Linked DNA regions of Mus musculus: region 1 is linked to region 2. A link is a contact called in public promoter capture Hi-C data. All regions are on one chromosome and are shown on one strand. Each heading gives the region's core, a stretch centred on a gene start, on an enhancer-like site or on the middle of the called end of the contact. The rest is flanking DNA. Distances are from core to core; before and after follow the strand shown.

The links. Promoter capture Hi-C pulls out the DNA fragments that hold promoters and counts their contacts.
Region 1: a contact with region 2 is called in a promoter capture Hi-C map of liver. The contact joins the enhancer-like site here to the promoter of Dmpk in region 2. A contact is called at or near these places in 3 of 39 promoter capture datasets (cranial neural crest, frontonasal cranial neural crest and liver), 1 of 115 datasets of contacts at active chromatin or transcription factors (pancreatic cancer cells) and 1 of 9 other capture datasets (adipose tissue).

What each region holds. Positions count from the first base shown.
Region 1 is chr7:19,490,361-19,496,625 of GRCm38.p6, forward strand. It overlaps Exoc3l2 (exocyst complex component 3-like 2), which reads left to right. Exons shown (of 12, transcript NM_001370800.1): 11 at 1,296-1,417; 12 at 4,597-6,265. The coding sequence ends at 4,888. Among named protein-coding and RNA genes, the nearest start is that of Bloc1s3, 15 kb to the right of the region's middle. Within about 2 kb of position 1,656, at least 36 of the 459 cell types and tissues checked have an H3K27ac peak or open chromatin away from gene starts, as enhancers often do. A contact at or near this core is called in adipose tissue and liver, where this site is marked.
Region 2 is chr7:19,078,673-19,085,719 of GRCm38.p6, forward strand. Dmpk (dystrophia myotonica-protein kinase) reads left to right here and starts at 5,186. Exons shown (of 15, transcript NM_001379257.1): 1 at 5,186-5,482. The coding sequence starts at 5,323. It overlaps Dmwd (dystrophia myotonica-containing WD repeat motif), which reads left to right. Exons shown (of 5, transcript NM_010058.2): 3 at 1,370-2,629; 4 at 3,247-3,321; 5 at 3,604-4,103. The coding sequence ends at 3,651.

The DNA.
Region 1 (6,265 bases), core at 406-2,905, 410 kb after region 2:
CCAGAAGAGGGCATCAGATTTCATTACAGATGGTTGTAAGCCACCATGTGGTTGCTGAGAATTGAACTCAGGACCTCTGGAAGAGCAGTCAGTGCTCTTAACCTCTGAGCCATCTCTCCAGCCCTAAAGTATTTTTAAAGGAAAAAAAAATATTCCAGCTATGGTAATCCTGTAATCACAGCACTGGGAGGGATGAGGCAGGAGGGTCATGATTTAGAGGCCAACCTGGTCTACACATATTGAGGTCCAGGCCATCAGAGCTATGCAGTGAGACCTTGTCTCAAAAACAAACAAACAAACAAACAATTTTCTGAATCCAAATATCACTAAATGCAAGAATTTGCAGTCCCAAATCTGTTGGTCCAGTTGTCATGGGCAGGCAGGGTGGCCCATGAACTCACGAGGTGCTCTAGGGATTCATAGCCTGTGTGTCCTTGGGAATTTATAGTTTCACTTACTGAAACATTTTCAAGATAATTTTTGTGGACTTACAGGCAGCCCTCTGAAAGAGCACACGGTGGCCCTCTGGACGTTTTAGCCATGCTTTCTGAATGATGACATTCCACCCCTTTTTGGTGGCAGAGCAGAAGACAGAACGGAGAGCCTCGCACACGCTGGCCCTCAGTCCCACCTGGAATAACTCTATCTTACACTCCCCTTCCCCATCAAGTGTCTGTGCTCTAGCTCTTGTTTCTTGACTATGTAGCCAGCTTCAAATGCCCCTGCCTCTGCCTCCCTAGTGTGGGTGTTTTTAAAGTTTGTTTGGTTTTGGGTTTTGAAGTTATGTCTCACACACCTGAGACTGGCCTTAAATTCCTTATGGTTGAAGATGGCTGAACTCCAGATCCTCCTGCCTCCACCTCACCCATGCTGGGATTATGGGTATTTGCTACCAAACCTGGATGGAATTGGTTAGATTTTTGTTGTTGTTGTTGTTTGTTTTGGAAGACCTGTGGCTCTGTAGACCAAGTTGGCCTCGAACTCACAGAGATCTGCCTGCCTCTGCCTCCCCAGTGCTGGGATTAAAGGCGTGCGCCACCACTGCCCAGACAACTAGCAGATTTTAGTTCCTGTTACCCAATCTAGGGTTATCTGTAAAAACTCGGGGGCAGATTATATAAGGGGTTCTCCATCATATAAGCAAAGCTTGTAGCTAATGCCTTGCCAGGCTGCCTTCTGAGCCCTCTTACCCATGGGGAAGACTAAAGAGCTAGGGAGGAGCAAGGCTCAGCATGGAAAGGGTATTGGGGAGAAGGGGCTTGCATTGGGTGACCCTGAAACCCTTGTTCCCACAGGAGTCCCAGGCTTATTGGCTTGACCAAGTGGTGCCACACTTGGCAGAGATCCTACAGTTGGAGGACACTCCGAGCATCCAGGTGGAGGTCGGGGTGCTGGTGCGGGACTACCCAGACATCAGGTGAGGTGCAGCAAGCCCCCGGGTCTCTTTGGCATCCGTCCCAGCGTTTCCTGGCCTGCGCCAAAGCAGGGTGGCGGCAGAGAGCAGAGCGTGTCTGACGGCTGTTTCCTGCTGGGACCAGGGCATTCTTAATACGATTTCCCTCCTTCTGCTGCCGCCGCCACCGCCACCAGGGCTCGCAAACAAACAAGCGGTCACAGGAAGCCCGGGGCAAGGGGGGCGCAGGCCGCCCGGCGGCAGGAAGGGCTGGCCCTGCAGGGAACCGCCGGGGACACGGGGGACACACACGGGCATGTGGGCGCACACTCAAGGGACAGTAGCAGGCACGTCCAAATCTAGGTGGGCCACTTCCTTTTGACCAGACCTTCCTTGTCTGCTGCCTACGGATGGTAATACCCTAATTGTGAGCTGGCTGTGGGAATTACACCTTCATTCTTATCTAGGACAGTTTAACAGTAAAAGCTGCAGTCCAGCCAGGGTGTGGTGGCACATGCCTTTAATCCCAGCACTCTGGAGGTAGGGGTGAGGTGGATTTCTGAGTTCCAGGACAGCCAGGGCTACATAGAGAGCAGAGAGAGAGAGAGAGAGAGAGAGAGAGAGAGAGAGAGAGAGAGAGAGAGAGGGCAAAAGTATGTTTTTTGATGGTTTTTTTGTTGTTTTTGTTTTGGTTGTTTTGTTTTTGTTTTGGTTGTTTTTGTTTTTAGAAATGCAAAATAACTTACCTGTATAATGCATGGTCTCACAGTTGTCAAGTGACAAGAGTCTGGGATTTGAATGCAGACCAGCAGATCTGATTTCAAATCCAGGACAGGACATTGTCACCTGTGAGTGACAGACAGTGGTCTAATGAAGTAGCAATGGGAGGAGTGGCTTCCTGGCACTGTGGTGGGCAGGGGCAGCTAGTCTCCACAGGAGCATGGTGGGAGGAGGGCTGAGTTTGAGATTTGAAGGCTTGGAGTCAAGGGAGAGGATTCTGTTCTGGAGGTATAAGCGATCTCAAGGATTCCCAGCATCCTCAGGGGATTTCTGAAGTTGAGTCAGAGTTCAGGCACAGCGAAATGGTCCAGTGAATGGGACCTTGCTAAACTCTTAGAATTAGCTGTGTTTATTTTATTTTATTTTATTTTATTTTTCCAAGAAAAGGTTTCTCTGTAGACAAGGCTGGGGTTTTTTCTTCTTCTTCTTCTTTTGTTGTTTGTTTGTTTTTAAAGATTTATTATTATTTATATAAGTACACTGTAGTTGTCTTCAGACACACCAGAAGAGTGCATCAGATCTCATTACAAATGGTGTGAGCCACCATGTGGTTGCTGGGAATTGAACTCAGGACCTTTGGAAGAGCAGTCAGTGTTCTTAACCACTGAGCCATCTCTCCAGCCCCCTTTTTTGTTTTCCAAGACAGGGTTTCTCTGTGTAGCCCTGGCTGTCCAATAACTCACTCTGTAGACCAGGCTGGCCTCAAACTTAGAAATCTTCTTGCCTCTGCCTCCCAAGTGCTGGGGTTAAAGGTGTGCGCCACCACTGCCCGACTGACCAGGCTGGTCTTGAACTTGCAGAGATTCACTTGCCTCTGCTTCCTGAGTGCTGGGATTAAAGGCGTGTGCCACCAAGCCTGACATCTTTATTCTTCTTATTTGGGGAGGGAGGAGCATGCACGACACAGTGCACACATGGGGGGGGGGCAGAGGACACTTTGCAAGAGGTCAGTTCTCTCCTCCAACCGTGTAGGTTTTGAGGATTGAACTTGGGCCTTCAGGCTTGGCAGCGAGTACCTGGTGAGGCAGGGGCCATCCTCCTACCTCAGGGCTGGGATCCCAGGTGTGATCTATCACACCAGCTGTGGAGCTTTGTTATGCATCAGGGATGTGGAGTTGAGATGGAAGGGCAGGGGAAACTTCTAGTAGCTGGGGCTTAGGATAAGGGTTTGTGGAGCAGAGGTGCTTTCGAGCACAAAGATGATTAGACGGTGAATTGTAGCGTGGACTCTTCAGAGGTGCCCCCGTTTGCAGACTGGGTTAGGAGTGGCATGAGTATCCTAGGGGCTGAAAGCTCAAGAATGATCTAGAATGATCTAAATGAAGAGACAGTGAGGTTTGGATGTCAGTGGTGGAGAAGCTTCCAAACCAGACCTGCAGAAAGAGGGGGTTAGGATTTAGTGGGGCGACACTCTTAGGCTGAGTGAGGCCATCGGGAGGAAAGGGATGAGGGAACTAAGGGTTAGCTGTGGCATCTGCCAAGTGTTAGCATACCTTCCGGATTTAGAAGTGGCAACTCGAGTGTGTAAATCTACCTACTCAGGAGACTGAGAGAATCAGAAGCTCAAGGAAAGCCTGGATAATTTAGTGAGACACTATCTGAAAATAAAACTTAAAAAAGGGGGCTAGAGGCCGGGCGTGGTGGCACACGCCTTTAATCCCAGCACTCGGGAGGCAGAGGCAGATGGATTTCTGAGTTTGTGGCCAGCCTGGTCTACAGAGTGAGTTCCAGGACAGCCAGGAGTACACAGAGAAACCCTGTCTCAAAAAAACAAAAACAAAGGTGGGGGGGATTAGAGATAAGATTCAGAGGTGGAACCCTGCTTAGAATCCCCCAGTGAGGGGCTGGGGTGTGGCTCCGTGGTAGAGCCCCTGCCTAGAATCCCCCAGTGAGGGGCTGGGGGCGTGGCTCAGTGGTAGACCCCTGCCTAGAATCCCCCAGTGAGGGGCTGGGGGCATGGCTCAGTGGTAGACCCTTGCCTAGAATCCCCCAGTGAGGGGCTGGGGGCGTGGCTCAGTGGTAGAGCCCCTGCCTAGAATCCCCCAGTGAGTGCCTGGGGGCGTGGCTCAGTGGTAGAGCCCCTGCCTAGAACCTCTTACATGTGAGATCCTTGCTTCAGTCTCCTTTACTGTAAATGTCCTATTAAAGGAGACTGCTGAGGTAAGTTAGAATGAAGATTGAAAGTTAAGTTAATGAGGATTAGAGACACTGAACAAAAAGTTTTTATTACTGAGCTTGGAGGTAAGAGTTCTGGACGATTCTACATGGAAAATTTGGAAATGTCTGCAAGAGATTGGGACAAGATGACACCAGGAAATGAGACAAAGAGTTCCAGAGTTCACGCAGGGTACACTGATGGGCTGGGTACCTGTCTGGGTCCCAGGATCCTCATGGACCTTTGTCTTCCCGTCCTCTCCCAACAGGCGGAAGCATGTGGCAGCCCTCCTTGACATCAGAGGTCTTCGAAACACAGCTGCCCGTCAGGAGATCCTGGCGGTGGCCCGGGACCTGGAACTATCTGAAAGTGGTGCCCTACCACCCTCTAGGGACCGTGCCTTCTTTGCCGACATCCCTGTGCCCCGCACATCTTTCTGTCTTGGCCTCCCTCTCCTCTTGGGACGCCTCCCAGTGTCCCGGCTGGCCAGGCCCAATCTGGCTTGTCTGCCCCTGCGGCCTCGTCCTCCATCACCAGTTAGAGCCCGAGCCGATCGCTGAGGCACCCGGTGCCCATGTTGCTGCTGATAGACCCTCCTCCCTTCCACGTGACTCCCTGCCTGAGACACCGACTTCTGGGATAGGAGGTTCCTTAGATAACCCACCCAGCCCGGAGCATCCCCTCCAGAAGGGAAACTGAGGCCAGAACGAGCAAAGAGTTCCCCCAAGGCTGCCAGGGTCATTCCCCGCACCCTCCTCCCTTGTATCCCAGCATGGCATGGCGGGGAGCCTTCTGGAAGGCTTTACAGAAATATCCTAGCCCCACCTCCTTTCCCCTCACCTCAAGGTCTGGCCCCAATCCAACGTATTAAGGAATGGTAGATACTTAGAATAAAGAGGTTTCTATTTAACACTAGGAAGGGCTGAGTCCCAAGTGCAGGGGCGGGAAAACAGGGCCCAGGGCCAAGCTCTCTTGCACACACCCAAGGCCACCAGGGCCGGGGTCCAACTCCTAGGGAAGCCACAAATGACCAGATACTCCTCAGTTGCCGTTGATACCGAGTCCTTGAGCTGCGGTTCTGAGGCCTGCACTTGTCTGTCCTGAGCCAGATAACGCTGTTTTATCCATCCCGGTGTCTGATGTTCTTCTAGGTCTGCTTGGCACAGCCCTCCCCACCCGTGCTTAGCGAGTGGGGGGAAAACCTTGGCGGGAGAGGAAGGAGCTGGGGGGTTGGGCTGGCAGCATCCAGGGCGCCCTCCTGGATTGATGCAGGAAAATCTCAGGGTGGGAAATTTTCCAGCCTCTCAAGCCGGAGCCCAGCCGGATCCAAATCCCCACAGAGTCCTTGAGGTCACCTCCCTGTTGACCTCTGCCCCTCCGGCCTCAGCTGGACAGCTCGTGATGGATGCTTCCTGGCCCGGGTTATGTTTTATTTTATTTTTTCCTTAAGAAGTCAGAAAGAGGAGGCAGCCAGGGGTCAGCACAGGGGCCGGGGTTGGAACCTCACGCAACGTCTTGACATTGGTAACAACATGGCGGCCCTAGGCTCTAGACTCTGAGCCTCCGGGCTGTGTGCTGCAGAGGGGAAGGTGTCAGTCTCTGTGCTCTGCTTCCTGCTGTCCCTGGGAAGTGGCTTAACTTCTCTTTGCCCAGAGGATGTCCCTCCTCCTTCCTTGACCTTCTGAAAGTGACACCTCTGTCATTGATGAGCAGGAGAGGGGAACTGACTGTGGGCACTTGCACAATTCCACATGTATTTAATCTCAGCGTGGCCATGCTCTGTCATTGTCTGACTTGCTATCCCTGTCATTCAAAAGTCAGCTTGATTGTCGGGCTTGGCGACAGCAGGGCTGTGATCCCAGCAGTCAGGGGCTGAGGCAAAATAACAGAAGTGTTAGACTAGACTGGACTACATCTCAAGACCCCACCCTACAAAG
Region 2 (7,047 bases), core at 3,936-6,435:
ATTTGCTAGCCTGGCTTCAAAGGAGCCAGGACAGCTCAGCAAGCAGCAGGGAGGGCCTTGTGCTCTGTCTACAGTCACTGGTCCAGGGGAGGTGACCCACAAATGTTTTCAAAATAAGCAAGTGGCTGAAGGGAGTGGAGAAGCAGAGCAGTGAGTGGATTAGAAACTCAGGCACCCGTTCACAGCAGTGGACCCTCCTTGCAGACCAGTGATAGCTCAGTGAGCAGGCAGAAGGCCTGCCCCTGCCACTCTCTTGAGGCAGGCAGCATGTCACACAGATTCACCAGGTGTCCTGCTTGCGGCCTGCCAGCCATGGAGGGGCTGGCGTTTGAAGTGAAGCCAAAAGGAGGCAAAGAAACCTCCAGGGAAGGACATTCAAGGGGAGAAAGGACTGGGCCTCAGATCACTGGTCTGTTATCACAACTATTTGGGAGGCTGAGGCAGGAAGACCAAAAGTTCAAGGTCTGCCTGGGCTACAGAATAGAAGGAACATCTTAGATAAATTCCACGAAACAGGACAGCCGTTGGGCCATGTTGCCAGGGTAGCAGTTGAGGGAGAGAAGACAGAAGATGTATTCTGAGAAAGAGCAGGAGGTGCTGGCTCTGATTGTCCTGGAAAGCTGTAGGAAGGACGGTGCCCTCCTCTTCAGTAGCAGTCTGAGGAGTAGCCTTGCACACCCAGCTGCGGCTGTGCCTGAGCCGTAGGGTAGAGACAATTGCAGGCCTGGTGGTTTTATCAGCTTTGAGCAAGTAAGCAGCTTGGTCCCACTTCTTGGTCCCAGAGAAGTTGGGTCATCACAGTGGCTGCCTCAAGCCGACTCTCAGGCCGCGGACGGGGGGGTGGGGTGGGGGTGGGGGGTGAGAGGCAGCTGTATGTGTCTGGGGCCAGCAGTGAGGCATTGTGGGTGGTGAGAGTGGCCTGGGCTGTGAGCACTTGGCTCTGGAAGCCCATGGCTTTTGTTGAAAGCTTTGACTTCATTGTGGGCAGAGGAGAGAGGCTTGGAGGGTTTTGACGTGGCTGATAGGGTGAGGTTGCCATCAGTTTGTGCAGGGACATTGCTTGGGCATGTCCTCTGAGTGTTGTTTCAGCTGCTGGGGGCCAGACTAGTGATGAGGATCCTTCCTCAGGGGACCCTGGTGTTCTGGAGTTGAAGTTCTTGTCTTTCAGCTGGCAGTGAAGACAGAGCCACAGTTAAGTGGGTGGAGGATAATGGAGGCTCCATGGAGCTCTTCACTGGCAGCCCTTCCCAGTATCCCTGTGCCACCTGCCTTCTGTCTCAGTCAGTGGGAGAGCTGGGGTCCAGGATAAGATGTGGCCTGTCAGGAGTACTCACCACTTCCCAACCCCACCCTGGTGTTCCCTTTGCAGCGGCTGATTGACAAGACCAAGGTGACATATTTGAAGTGGCTGCCTGAGTCAGAGAGTCTGTTCCTTGCTTCTCACGCCAGTGGCCACCTGTACCTCTACAACGTCAGTCACCCCTGCACCTCCACCCCACCCCAGTATAGTCTGCTGAAACAGGGTGAGGGCTTTGCTGTCTATGCAGCCAAAAGCAAGGCACCCCGCAATCCACTAGCCAAGTGGGCAGTGGGTGAGGGGCCCCTCAATGAGTTTGCATTCTCACCTGATGGCCGACACTTAGCCTGTGTCAGCCAGGATGGCTGCCTGCGTGTCTTCCACTTTGACAGCATGCTTCTGCGTGGGCTCATGAAGAGCTACTTTGGGGGTCTGCTGTGTGTGTGCTGGAGCCCTGATGGCCGCTACGTGGTGACAGGAGGGGAAGATGACTTAGTCACTGTGTGGTCCTTCACGGAGGGTCGTGTGGTGGCTCGAGGCCATGGCCACAAGTCCTGGGTCAACGCTGTAGCCTTTGATCCCTACACCACTCGCGCAGAGGAGGCGGCGTCAGCCAGTGCTGATGGAGATCCCAGTGGTGAAGAGGAGGAGCCTGAAGTCACCAGCTCAGACACAGGAGCCCCAGTGTCCCCACTGCCCAAGGCTGGCTCCATCACGTACCGCTTTGGCTCAGCTGGCCAGGACACACAGTTCTGCCTGTGGGACCTCACAGAAGATGTGCTCTCCCCTCATCCGTCTCTGGCCCGTACCCGCACCCTTCCGGGCACACCTGGTGCCACCCCACCAGCTTCTGGTAGTTCTCGGGCCGGAGAGACAGGTGCAGGCCCCCTGCCCCGCTCCCTGTCTCGTTCCAACAGTCTCCCACACCCAGCTGGTGGTGGCAAGGCTGGTGGGCCTAGTGCATCGATGGAGCCTGGCATACCATTCAGCATTGGCCGCTTTGCCACACTGACCCTGCAGGAGCGGCGGGACCGGGGAGCTGAGAAGGAACACAAACGCTACCATAGCCTGGGAAACATCAGCCGCGGTGGCAGTGGGGGCAATAGCAGCAATGACAAGCTCAGTGGTCCTGCCCCCCGAAGCCGATTGGACCCAGCTAAGGTGCTGGGCACGGCACTGTGCCCTCGGATCCATGAGGTGCCACTGCTGGAGCCTCTCGTGTGCAAGAAGATTGCTCAGGAACGCCTGACCGTGCTACTGTTCCTGGAGGATTGTATCATCACTGCCTGCCAAGAGGGCCTCATCTGCACCTGGGCCCGGCCAGGCAAGGCGGTGAGTCCGCACCTGCCCAAGCGCTGAGGGGCACCAGTTCTGTCCCTACCGGATGCCAGTTATCCGTCAGCAGAAAGGTCAGGTATAGGAGACAGAATGGGGGGAACCACAGCTAACGTCTTTAGAGCCTCTGCTGGCCCATATGGCTCATCCTTAGTACTTCACACTCAAGGCAGAACCTGTGTTTATAGGAAATCTGAAGTGTAGATGGTGAAACTTTATTCAGGTCTAGGGATGTGATTGAGCTGGGGGCCCACTTCTGGCCTGCCTCTTAGACACTGTTTCTGAGCCAGCTGCTGAAGGCCTGGATGGGAATTAGCCAGGGTCCAGGCCTGCACTTCCTCTTGCTGCTGTGTGGTCCTGGTCATTGGGTCTCACAGATGGGCTGTGCAGTGGCTGTGCTCTTAGTTGGTGAGGTGCAGGCCTGTCACCTGGTCAGGCTTGAGCATGTGGTCTCAGTGTCTAGGACCCTACTCTGCCCTCAGTCCTTCAGTCCCTTGCTTTGGAAGGCTAGAGTCCAGAAGCCTTAGAACGTCAGGCAGTTGCAGAGCCACTGCCAGGCTAGTAGGGCTGCGGGAGTTGACTGAGTTCTCACAGACACCCCTCTGTCTCCCTAGTTCACAGACGAGGAGACCGAGGCCCAGGCAGGGCAAGCAAGTTGGCCCAGGTCACCCAGCAAGTCAGTTGTAGAGGTAGGACAACCCCTGAAGCTGCAAGTGGACCCCAGTTTCTTTTCTCTCCACTGTCGTCCCCTGTATGCCCAGGACACCTGGGGCCACATTACTGTGGAAGTGCTACTCTGGGTCAGTGGAGACGGCCGAGCTGTTTGTTCCTAGCTAGGACAGCAGCTTTAGGCCTGGGGGGCAGATCCCAGCTGGGGCAGCAGCTCCAAGGCCTTTGGGTGGCTCCTTCTCCGGGTTCTGGCAGAAGCCCAGGTGCTGTCTAATCCACCTTTCTCCTCTTGTTCTCCCCAGGGCATCTCCTCCCAACCAGGCAGCTCCCCCAGTGGCACTGTGGTGTGAAATGTGGATGTCCCATGTTCCCGGCCTCCTAGCCATAACCCTCCCCGCTGACCTCAAGAATCACTGTATTAACAAGACTAATCATGATGGAAGGACTGCTCCAAGCCCCACGCTGCACACATACTGGGGGTCCCCTAGGTTGGCCCAGCCATGGGGATGTAGTGTCCTGTGTGGCCTTGGCCCTGTCCTCCACCCACTGCCAAGTACAATGACCTGTTCTCTGAAACATCAGTGTTAACCATATCCCTGTCCCAGCATGTGACTGTTCACTCCTGGGAGAGACTTAGCCCACAGTACCCCTGGGTGAGAGGGCAGGGCAGGGGCCATCCCCACTCCTGCCCAAACTCCACCCCTTGCTATGGTCTGTGATTTTGAAAGTGTTAAATTATGGAAGCCCTGAGGGCCCTCCTTGTTCCCCTGGACCTCTTATTTATACTAAAGTCCTTGTTTGCACAGTGTTTCTGTTCCCTGGGGCAGGGTAGGGTGGGGGTTGCAGTACTTGGCCTCCAAGCTGTGCTCTGACCAAAGGAAGCCCAATCTTAGCTGTTTCCCCATCCCTAGCCCCGAGCAGAGAGCCCTCTGAAAGATGAGTCTCGACCCCCAAAGTCAAGAGGCTGAGATGGCCTTCCTACTAGGTCCTTGGAGATGTTTGAAACTTGTTTTAAACACCAGGACTATCCAAGCATGCTCTCCTTGGGGAGAGGAGGATGCTGGAATTGACTGCACTCCCTGCCTCCTCTGAACATGCCTTTGCAGTCTGCTGCCCCTGGCCCATTTATGACTGGCCATCTAGTGCCAGCTGGAGGTCATGATTTCCTCCCCAGAGAACTGGCCACCCTAGAAAGAAGCTAACTTGTCGCCTGGCTTGCTGTCCAGGCAGCTCCGCCCTCAACCCCTAAAATGTTTCTGTCTCTAATCCTAGCCCAGGCAGGAATGTGGCTGCCCCGGCCTGTGGCCAAGGAGCTATTTTGGGGTTCTCTTTTGCTTAAGGAGGGCCTGGATCCACCACTTGCCTCCCCCAGGCTGGGGCCAGCAGGTCACCCCTGGCCCTGGCGGCTGAGCAAACTCTCTCCTGATCTTCCTTCTACCTCCTGCCAAAAAATGGGGGGGCGGGTAATACAGCAGGCACAGGGGCTAAATTTAACTGTCCCAAAGTCGGAATCCATTGCTGAGTCACGAAGAAGCTGCCCCTGGCCTTTGCCCCCCCCACTACCCCCTCACCCCCTGTTGCCCAGGCATCAGCCCTTTCCCCCAACCCCTCCCAGCTCTGAGTCTATAGACTGGCTCTCCTGGGCACTGACACCTCCCACCTGTAACTCCCTGTGCTCTCTTTATGGGTGGGTAGAGTCAATGGGGGGGGGCAACCCTGGAGTATTACTCTGTCCCCTGACATTGGGCTCTGAAGAGTTTTGAGGGGCCCTGGAAGAAGGGAGTTGGGGTGTTGGCTCAGGAGGGGTTAAAAACTGGGAGGCGGGAGGGGGGCTGGGCCAAGGGGTGGAGAAAAGAGGAGGAGGCCTTAAGCATAGAACTGGCCAGAGAGACCCAAGGGATAGTCAGGGACGGGCAGACATGCAGCTAGGGTTCTGGGGCCTGGACAGGGGCAGCCAGGCCCTGTGACGGGAAGACCCCGAGCTCCGGCCCGGGGAGGGGCCATGGTGTTGCCTGCCCAACATGTCAGCCGAAGTGCGGCTGAGGCAGCTCCAGCAGCTGGTGCTGGACCCAGGCTTCCTGGGACTGGAGCCCCTGCTCGACCTTCTCCTGGGCGTCCACCAGGAGCTGGGTGCCTCTCACCTAGCCCAGGACAAGTATGTGGCCGACTTCTTGCAGTGGGGTGAGTATGGATAGGAAGCCTGGGGTTGGGTGCAAGGCAGAGGTGGGTCTACAGGGCAAGAATGGGCTATGGAGGGGCAGGAGGGCCTGGAAAGGGCTTTTTGTAAGGGAGCCAAGCAGAGCTCATGACCTGACCCCAAGCTCCCCTGGTGAGGCACCAGGGTCAGTGAGGCCACCTATGACTCAGCCAGTGCAGGCTGGGGTGGGCATAGCCTCCTGCTATCTCAGCACCCACACTAGGACCTGGCAGCTTTCTCTTTTAGGACCCTTGGCTCCTCAAACTGGCTTCATAGCCCTCCCCAGTTTCCCAGAGTGTGGGGAGGGACAGCGTGGGGCAGCTGCCAGGGTGTGGCCCATAGGCAGGTGTTTGGCGTCTGCCTCCCCAGCTGCCCTGACAGGTGTCCAGGAGCTATGAGGGCACTGTGACTCACAGAGGCCCTGGGGGAGAACCAGCCCGGCAGACAGGCGCCACCGAGCACCCTTTCTGTTCCCCAAATTAAGAGGAAGGAACAACTTCAGCTTCTGAGTGTGCCCATCCCTAGCACTCTGATCCCGCCCAGCCTTTGTGGGCCAGATTGGTCATCCCTCCTGGCTTCTCATCTGCTTTTGTGGTTCTAGCTCAAGACCTCTAATTCCTCTGCTGACTTAAATGCCCTTCCCCAGAGGTCTTCTCAGGCCTAGTGGACAAGCTTGGAGCCTTATCTGCTCCTGCCCAACATTGAGCCAAAGCTCCAGCTTACCCCAGCTTCCTTACAAGTAACGACCTGTTTTGTTGCTCTGTGCCTATTATTAAGGGTCCAGGTCTTGATTCTTGGCTGTCTGCCCATGTGTGTGACCCTAGTGCATTCTCCCCTCCTCCCCCGTTTCACAGATGGAAAGGTTGAGGCCATCGGTTAGACTGCTAAGCCTGTGAAAGACTTTTTCTCCTCTCCAGTCTTTAGTGTCTCCCTCAACCTTTCTTTTGAAGGATGGGGTTTGGGCTGGCAGGGTAAACTGAGAACTGGGGTGGGGGCAGGGGGTCTGACCCTCTGGGAAGGAGCAGTCCTTTTGTGGCCTGAGCAGCATCCTGTGGGCCCCTCCCCTGCCAGGCCTGGGCGGGGGAGGGGGCCTGGGTTCCCGCTGCCTTAAAAGGGCTCAACGCCTTGGCTCTCTCCTCCTCCCCACCCCCCAGCCTTGGCCCTAGCTGTATCTTCCCCGGCTGCCCACTTTCCCAAACCCCTTTCTTCTCTGTGACCCCATCTCCCCGCTTCCCCACACGTCCCTCCTCCATCCTTACTCCCCGGCCTTAGAACTTCCCTAAGGGAGATCTGACCTCCCTCTGCCCACCCCGCACCCCCAGTCGCCAGCCTCAGACCTAGCTGCTCTCCCCTCTGGCTGAACCACCCTAGCACAGGACCTTATACCCTGGAGCTTTGGTTATAAGAAGACTCTCCTTCACCCTTTGGAAACCAAGAAAGCCCTTCCAACAGTGTCCAGGATGCTGGAGGGCAGTGACCCTCCCCCACTTCTTCTTCGTGCTGGCTGTGCTGACACAGCTCCAGTTCGAGGTTGTGGCCCGAGACATTA